Linked DNA regions of Ovis aries: region 1 is linked to region 2. Evidence: chromatin contacts called from public Hi-C data. All regions are on one chromosome and are shown on one strand. The core of a region is the stretch at or near the end of the contact, and the rest is flanking DNA. Distances in the headings are between cores, read along the strand shown.

Region 1 (4,447 bases), core at 1,386-3,885, 140 kb after region 2:
TTTTTTGTAGATCACTTACTTCCAAAATAGATTTGAGGGGTTCACAATATAAATGCACATGTGCAACTGGATCATTAAAAATAGGAATACATTAATATAAAAATAATGATGCTTTTTCATTGGTTACTATTGAAGTTTTGATTGAACATCAGATGTAATTTTGAGCATCCTGGAAGCCAAAGCAAAAAGAGGAAGGTGCATAATTGATAATAAAGACAAATTGCCAGACTGTTCCTAGTTCTAAATTGTGAAAGTAATTTATCATGTGGTGTATATTCTCTTTTAGAAACTGCAGATGAAACTTTTAAAATTTCCCTTTCTTGCTGAGAGTACTGTTACAGGACAAAAGGAAGAACCTAAACTTGACAGTTTGACTAGTTCTAATCATCAGTAAGCAAAAACTCTCTTTCAACCAATACCTTAGAATTTTATATAAAATTTGAAGATGTCACCAAGGAAATACAAAAGTTTGGAGTCTTCCAGTATTTACAAATCATTTATATATAAATGTACGTAACCATTTTGCACGTTAATTTAGTAATGTTTATCAAAATTTTAGATTCGGGCAAAAATTCTACTTCTCCGAACTTATTCTGAAATAAACTGGTGGAGATAAGGAAAGACATTAAGTATAAAAATGCTTATGGTAGCATTATACATCAAAGGAAATGACTGCAAACCAAATAAATCTTGAGTGTTAGTGAATTATATTACTTCTTTAGAATGGATTATTTTGCAGGGCTTAAAATGAAGTAGATTTACATGTTTTGATATGAAAGTCTTCAAATACGTTAAGTAAGATCAGGAGATGCCACAGTGGTATAAAATACATCTATTTCTCTATAAAAGATGTAGGTAGGTGTACAATATATATATCTAGATATATGCTTTTACGTGCATACTTGCATTTTTCTGGAAGGAAATTATAAACAGTGGCTTCCTCTGGGTAACAGTATTGATAGCCTTGGGAGGGAGGCTTACTATTCACTCTTATTATTATTATATGGACCTGTTAGTTTTCTAGTTAGAGAGGCAGTAGATACTGGCAGTCAGGAGCTAGATTCTGGAGTCAGAATACTTATGTTCAAATCCTGGCTCTCTCACTTTTTAGCTGGGTGACCTTGGGGTTAATTTAATTTCTCAATTTCTCACCTGTTGAATGTGCTAATAATAGTACCTTGCTCATTGGATTTTGTGAGGATTAAATGAGTTAGTAACTATAAAGTGCATAGAATAGCTTAAACAATCTCATATGTGTGTTTTCTTGAAAAAAATAAACAAAAGAAGGTAAGCAACAGCAACAAAAAAGTGCGTCTAACCTAAAAGGCCCTTGTATGTTAGAGTTGGAAGGACTTTTAAATATGTCGCTGCTTCTAGCATCATACTTTGTATAAAATTTGTGTTCAAAGTGAGGCTAGCAAAGCAACATTCTTTCATTGTAGTCATTTTACTTGAACTTAAATACCTTTTAGGAAAGGCACCTACCCTAGGTTTCATACCAGGTGTTTGCAATGTCTGTGAAGCCCCTGAACCCATCTGGTTTTGCAGCTCCTGTTCTGGTGCATCCAGAGACACTCAAGCTAAGAGCAGGATGTAGGCTAGGCCAGGTAGAGTATCTTTGAGGAGATGGAGCTCTGCATCCACAGCTGGTCAAGGCCAGAGAGGGACTGTCCAGAAATTCAAACTCCAGGAGGGCGTCCATGGCCCTGCCAGTTAGGACGCGTGTTCACATGGCCGCGTGCCTTGCCTTTTCTTTTGAGAGAGACTGATAGACACCTGGTAAGGGGCTGTGCGTGCAGGACCCCTCTTTGGGTTCAGGAATCTTCCTCTGTTTTCAGCGGTGCAGAAAGCCGAGGGCTGTGTTCAAAACGGCCCCGTTTCTTCCTCCATTTCTCGTGGGTGCTTTGGGGCAAGTGTGGAGAACCTGGACGGACTCTGGGCACCCTCGTTTACCGTTGGTCACACTTGGGCACACGGTGACCCCTTCAGATCCACTGAGTTAGGAAATGGGCGACACTGACCTGTGACCACTTTACAGCCGGATTAGTGGTCCAGGTTCTGACTGTCTTCCTTTCTCAGCTCCTGCGCACTCCAGCCTCTGTTCGTTCTGCCAGCGGTTCCCCAGGCATCTGTCTGTCACACCCAGCTGTGCTTCCATCGGCCCTTCCATCCCGCCACCCCTCCTCCGAGCATCTGCGAGCGTTCCCACCGTCCTTCAGACTGCTGGTCTGCCTGCCCTCACCTGCGCCCCTCTCGCCATACGGGTCTGGCTCCGTCCACTGGACCATCCATCCACCCATTCCTTCGTCTTGCTGTAGCGCACACATTCGTCTCGCCCGTCACCCGTCAGGCTGCGGAATCCGCCGGCTGGCCCGCTGTTCCCCCGCCCCGTAGCCTGGAATCGGGGCCCGGCGCCGCTCCCCGCTCGCTGCGGCCCGCGCGTCCGTCGGGCCCCGCACGCGGAGTCGGCGCCTGCACGAATCCGCCTCCCCCTCGCGTGGGCCGCGCTTTTGTTCGGCGGCCCCGCGCGGTCCTGCGGTGCGGCTCCCGGCCGGGCGGGCGCAGGGCCGGGCCGGGGCGGGGCGCGCGCGGGGCGGGGCGGGGCGGCCGCGGCGGGGCGGGCGGGGGCCGGGGTGACTCAGCCGCCGCTCGGCCCGCGGTCCGCGCGTCCGCCGGCCTCGCAGGCGGGGCGGAGAAAATGGCGATGCCCCCGGCCGCCGCGCCCCCCGCCGGCGCCCGGGAGCCGCCGGGGCCCCGCGCCGCCGCCCCTGCCGCCGAGCCGCCGGCCGGCCTGCAGCAGCTGTCGGCGCTGCGGCCCGAGCCGGGCGGCGTCCCGCTGCACTCGCCCTGGACCTTCTGGCTCGACAGGTGAGGGGGCGCGGGGCCCGCCGCCGGCGCCCGCCCGGCCTGCGCCGCCGCTTTGTCTCGGCGCTCGCCCGCGCCCGGTGCACCCGGGCCGCCGGCCCCGCGCCTGCCCCCGCGCCCTGCCCGGCGCCCGGCGCCCGGCCCCGCCGCGCGAGCTTGCTCAGACCCAGCTCGGAAGCCCAGGTTCGGGCCGGCGCGAGCGGCCGTCGGGCGTCCTAGGCCAGGAGAAAAACCACGCAGTCCCGAAAGTTTCGGTAGCACTCTCCCCCTTTATTTCCTTCCGAAGGAGCAGCGCCGGCGGGCGGGCATCCCAGCTGGGCGGTGGGGGATGCCGGGCCTGGCGGGGGTGGTCTGTAAAGTGGGGAGAGGGTGCTCTCTTCGCTACGCCCACGGGGTTCTTGGGGAGCTCCGGACAAGACCCTCACTGTGACGGCGCTCGGGAGAGTTGACCAGCCCCGTGGGAAGTGTGCGGCGGTGGTGTTACTATGGCACAGCGGGCGCCTGCACCCCTGCCGATGCTGCCGATGCCGATGCACCCAGCACCGATGCTGCCTCGCACACTTCTTTGAATTCTTTCTCATTCTCTGGGCAGCTATTTCTTGAGCACTTACTGGGGACCGATCCACACACCTCCTAGGTGCTGGGGATTCAGTGGTGAGCCGTGCCTCACCTTGTTAGTAGAGTGCGGACGATTGCAGCTTCCTCAGGGCCACAGCTCAAGTATCTTCTCAGAAATGCCTACCTGACTGCCGCATCGAAATTAACACTCCTCATTCCTATCACTCCTGCCCTCCCTGATCCTCTTCGTAATGTTTATAATGCTACCGAGTTGTGTTGTGTAGGAGACTGTTTATTTTCAAACTGTCTCAACCTCTCAACACTTCCCCCTCTGTTCGGGGCCAGTGAACAGGAACTCTGTACTTGGCACCTAGTAGGAGCACAAGAAATTTTTGACAAATGAATAAATGGAAGAATTGCAAAGACCCTTCTTAGTATCTGTCACGCATCCGGTGCCCAAGGCTGACACTTAAAGATTGTCCCACGAGCTTACGGAAGTTTTGATGACACTGTGTCTACTCTGGTTAAGTATTAGGAAAGCCCGGATGTGACAGTTTTCCGTGCAAGTTACTCAGTAGACACAAATCTGGTTTTTAAAAGCCTTGCGTAAAATACGCACAAGACTTTTTAAAAATGCTGTTCATCTTTTCTTAGGAAGACAGGCTCATTCCTTTCTTGCTGTTGGAATTAGCACCCCCTCTATAAGAGTTAACAGTTTGAAGTCATTGTCTCTTTCTGGAACACAAAAAAGTTAGGAGGTGGGGAAGATACAGTGAGTCTTGTTGGTTTTTTTGTTTTTTTTTTTTTAATGTTTTTACTTTCATTATGAGATGCTGAAAGAGCGTCTTACCGTCATAACAAGAATGGTTTTGGCAAACTGCAGCAGGATGAAATCATATGCGTCTTTGTTTCCAGAAGTGTGTTATGTTGCTGTACCTGGTATCTGTTTCCAAGGTGTTAAACCTGGATTCTGGTCTACATGGAGACTGTGGGCTGCTGGAAACAGTATCAAGAGAGTTTGTTT
Region 2 (4,176 bases), core at 934-3,433:
GCATCAGGAATAGCAAAAAGCAAAAATCATTTACAACATCTTCAGCAATATTAGGATGACAGAGAAAACCCCAAAGCCAGAGAGGCAGCAGAACTGGTGTGAAATCAACGCTGACACAACAGGAAGGAAGAGAGATTCTGAAACTTTATAAGCTGCAAACCCACCAAGTGGCCACAGAGGAGGGTTGAACCTTGAGTGACAACTGCTGTGAGAAGATTTGAGAACAAAGAGTATAAGTAGGAGCCCAAGATAGGAAGAAGAACTGACATGCTCAAATCACATTTCCTCATCTCAGGCACAATTGAGCCATCCAATTATGTGCTTCAGTACAGCCCCCAACATCCTAAGAGAAATGGCTGGTTCTAGGTCTGGGGCCAGGAAGATTTAGGGTGAATTTGAGGTAACTTCTGACCAGAAGGAAAGGAAGTTTTCTAAGATTAATAGACTTGTATCACAAAGACATAGGAGGTGGTCAGAAGGGGCTTCCAGTGGCCAAAGTTGGGACAATTTGGGCATCAAAAAAGAATAATGAGTACAGATATTGATAAAATGTATTTAATGTATAAATTCATGACTTCATTAAGTCACTCAAGACAAAACCAGAAAAGTGTAGTATGAGATGGTCATTAAACAACTTCTTACTTTTTAATTGGTAAATAAAGTGAAAGAGGAGAGTGAAAAAGTTGGCTTAAAGCTCAACATTCAGAAAACGAAGATCATGGCATCTGGTCCCATCACTTCATGGCAAATAGATGGGGGAACAGTGGAAACAGTGTCAGACTTCGTTTTGGGGGGCTCCAAAATCACTGCAGATGGTGATTGCAGCCATGAAATTAAAAGACACTTACTCCTTGGAAGAAAAGTTATGACCAACCTAGATAGCATATTCAAAAGCAGAGACATTACTTTGCCAACAAAGGTCCGTCTAGTCAAGGCTATGGTTTTTCCAGTGGTCATGTATGGATGTGAGAGTTGGACTGTGAAGAAGGCTGAGTGCCAAAGAATTGATGCTTTTGAACTGTGGTGTTGGAGAAGACTCTTGAGAGTCCCTTGGACTGCAAGGAGATCCAACCAGTCCATCCTAAAGGAGATCAGTCCTGGGTGCTCATTGGAAGGACTGATGCTGAAGCTGAAACTCCAATATTTTGGCCACCTCATGCGAAGAGTTGACTCACTGGAAAAGACTCTGATGCTGGGAGGGATTGAGGGCAGGAGGAAAAGGGGACGACAGAGGATGAGATGGCTGGAAGGCATCACCGACTCGATGGATATGAGTCTGAGCGAACTCCGGGAGTTGGTGATGGACAGGGAGGCCTGGCGTGCTGCGATTCATGGGGTCACAGAGTGGGACACGACTAAGCGACTGAACTGAAATGAACTGAAAGGAAAAAAACTAAAGATTTATCCTACCTTTCCAGGAGTTATTGTATGATAAGATAACCAACTAGCCCACCTGATGAAGAGGAACTATACTTTACAAAAAATACCAGTTAGTACATGTAGAAGGAAAGTTAGTGTATTACATGTAAAGTTAGTATATTATGTGAATGATGAAAGTTTAAAAATATAATTTTATAAAATCTTTGAAATTATGAATTTAGGCAAGATTTATATATTAGGTGAGTGTTTAATGGAGAACAATACATTGCATAGGGCCAAATAACACTATAGCAATTCCTTTCTGATCATGTGTTAGTTATCTATTGCTGAGTAATAACCCATTCAAAAAATCTGTTGGTAAAAAGAATAATCATTTATTATTCTTCATCACCCTGTGGGTCAGTTGGTTGGTTCTTCTGTCTAGACTAGCTTTATTCATCTCTGTGTTCAATTGATGGCTTGCTCACGTGGGGCTGCTGGGTCTCAGATGGCCTTACTTATCTGTCAGGAAGTTGACAGAGATGGCTGAATAACTGAGGTCTCCTTCTCTGTGGTCTCTTAAGATGGTCTTGGATGGCTCTATTCACATTTCTGGAGCCTCAGCAGGAGTAGCTGGGGGCACTGTCCATGGGGTATCTCATCCTCCAGTAGACTAGTCCAGGCTTCTTTACATGGCAGTCTCAGGGGTTCAGCAGCCAAAGACGGGTAACTGCTGAAGCACAAACATTCTCCAAGCCTCTGTTGCATCACATTTACACTAGTATCTGATTGACCCAAGCCTAGACTTAAGCAATGAAGAAATAAACTCAGTCTCTAGGCAGCAAGTCTGGCAGAACTTTCTGTGCTGAAGGAAGCATTCCATATGTGCCTTGTCCAAACGAGAGCCGCCAGCCACATGGGGCTTTAGAGCACTTGAAATGGGGCTGGTACAAGTGAGGAGCTTTATTTTCCATTGTAATTAACTTAAACTGAAACATAAATGACTACATATGGCTGGCAGCTCTCACACTGGACAGTGCACTTCTAGCTACAGGATCCCCTCTGGCAGTTTCTAGTCAAAAATATGAATCCACCAGTACTTTAGAGCTAACTTTTAGTCTGTACAAGATAAGAGGGGTATAGAAATCAGCTTCATGGTACAATAAGGAACAAATAGACAAATCTAGTAGGTGAGATTTTGCACAGGAAAACTGACCCCATGTCTTCAATAAGTCAATGTCATAAAAAGGGGATCCTGACAGGCTGCGGAAAAATAAGAGCTGCTATAACAGCCAGAGAGCTTTATTCACAGGATTCCTGGATAGGACTAAAATACTTGTAAGCTCTTCAGTGACAAAGAAAACGTACTGAAGCAGAAAGGTTAAGATCATTGACCCAAGAAGGCCAAGTGTTACAACAGTATGTAGAGTACAATCTCAAATTGGAAAAGAAAATATGCATAAATATGTGGGTATAGATGGATACACATGGACACCACCAGATGGTCAATAACAAAATCAGATTATGGTTTTTTGCAGCTGAAGATGGCGAAGCTCTATACGGCCAGCAAAAACAAGACCTGGAGCTGCCCGTGACTCAGATCATGAGCTCCTTATGGCAAAATTCAAGCTTAAATTGAGGAAAGTGGGGAAAACCACCAGGCCATTCAGGTATGACCTAAATCAAATCCCTTACGATTATACAGTGAAGGTGACAAACAGACTCAAGGGATTGGATCTGGTAGACAGAGTGCCTGAAGAATGGATAGAGATTTGTAACATTGTACAGAAGGCAATGACCAAAGCCACCCCAAAGAAAAAGAAATGCAAGAAGGCAGAATGTTTGTCTAAGGAGGCCTTACAAATAGCTGAAGAAAGAAGAGAAGAGAAAGGCAAGGGAGAGAGGAAAAGATATACTCAGCTGAATGCAGAGTTCCAGAGAACAGAAAGGAGAGATAAGAAGGCCTTCTTGAATGAACAATGCAAAGAAATAGAGGAAAACAGTAAAATGGGAAAGACTAGAGATCGCTTCAAAGAAATTGAAAATATCAAGGGAAATTTCATGCAAGGATAGGCACAATAAGGGGCAGAAACAGTAAGAACCTAATAGAAACAGAGGAGATTAAGAAGAGGTGGCAAGAATACACAGAAGAGCTATACAAAAAAGGTCTTTTGGACCCAAATAACCTTGATGGTGTGGTCACTCACCTAGAGCCAGACATCCTGGAGTGTGAAGTCAAGTGGGCCTTAGAAACCATTACTATACACAAAGCTAGTGAAAGTGATGGAATTCCAGCTGAGCTATTTAAAATCCTAAAGGATGATGCTATTAAAGTACTGCACTCCGGATGTCAGCAAATTTAGAAAGCTCAGCAGTGGCCACAGGACTGGAAAGAGTCAATTTTCATTCCAATCCCAAAGAAAGGCAATGCCATAGAATGTTCCAACTACTGCACAATTCTGCCCATGTCACATGCCAGCAAGGTTATGCTCAGAATCCCTTAAGTTAGACTCCAGTACTATGTGAACTGAAAACTTCCAGATGTACAAGCTGGGTTTAGAAATGTCAGAGAAACAAGAGATGAAATTGTCAACATTCACTGAATCATGGAGAAAGCAAGGAAATTCCATAAAAAATCTCCTTCTGCTTCATTGACTATGCTGAAGCCTTTGACTGTGTGAATCACAACAAACTGTGGAGAATTCTTAAGGAAATGGGAATACCAGACCACCTTCCCTGTCTCCTGAGAAACCTGTATGCAGATGAAGAAGCAAAAATTAGAACCAGACATGGAACAGCTGACTGGATCAAAATTGG

Evidence for each region. A called contact is a pair of places that touch in the nucleus more often than the background predicts.
Region 1: a Hi-C map of tail adipose tissue shows a contact between it and region 2, with 2.9 times the contacts expected there. The contact joins the promoter of EIF4E3 here to the enhancer-like site in region 2. A contact is called at or near these places in 8 of 16 Hi-C or Micro-C datasets (blood, hypothalamus, liver and 2 more).

What each region holds. Positions count from the first base shown.
Region 1 is chr19:29,980,705-29,985,151 of ARS-UI_Ramb_v3.0, forward strand. It overlaps EIF4E3 (eukaryotic translation initiation factor 4E family member 3), which reads left to right and starts at 2,636. Exons shown (of 7, transcript XM_060402194.1): 1 at 2,636-2,868. The coding sequence starts at 2,699.
Region 2 is chr19:29,843,783-29,847,958 of ARS-UI_Ramb_v3.0, forward strand. No RefSeq gene overlaps it. Among named protein-coding and RNA genes, the nearest start is that of PROK2, 75 kb to the right of the region's middle. Within about 2 kb of position 2,184, at least 5 of the 54 cell types and tissues checked have an H3K27ac peak or open chromatin away from gene starts, as enhancers often do. A contact at or near this core is called in tail adipose tissue, where this site is marked.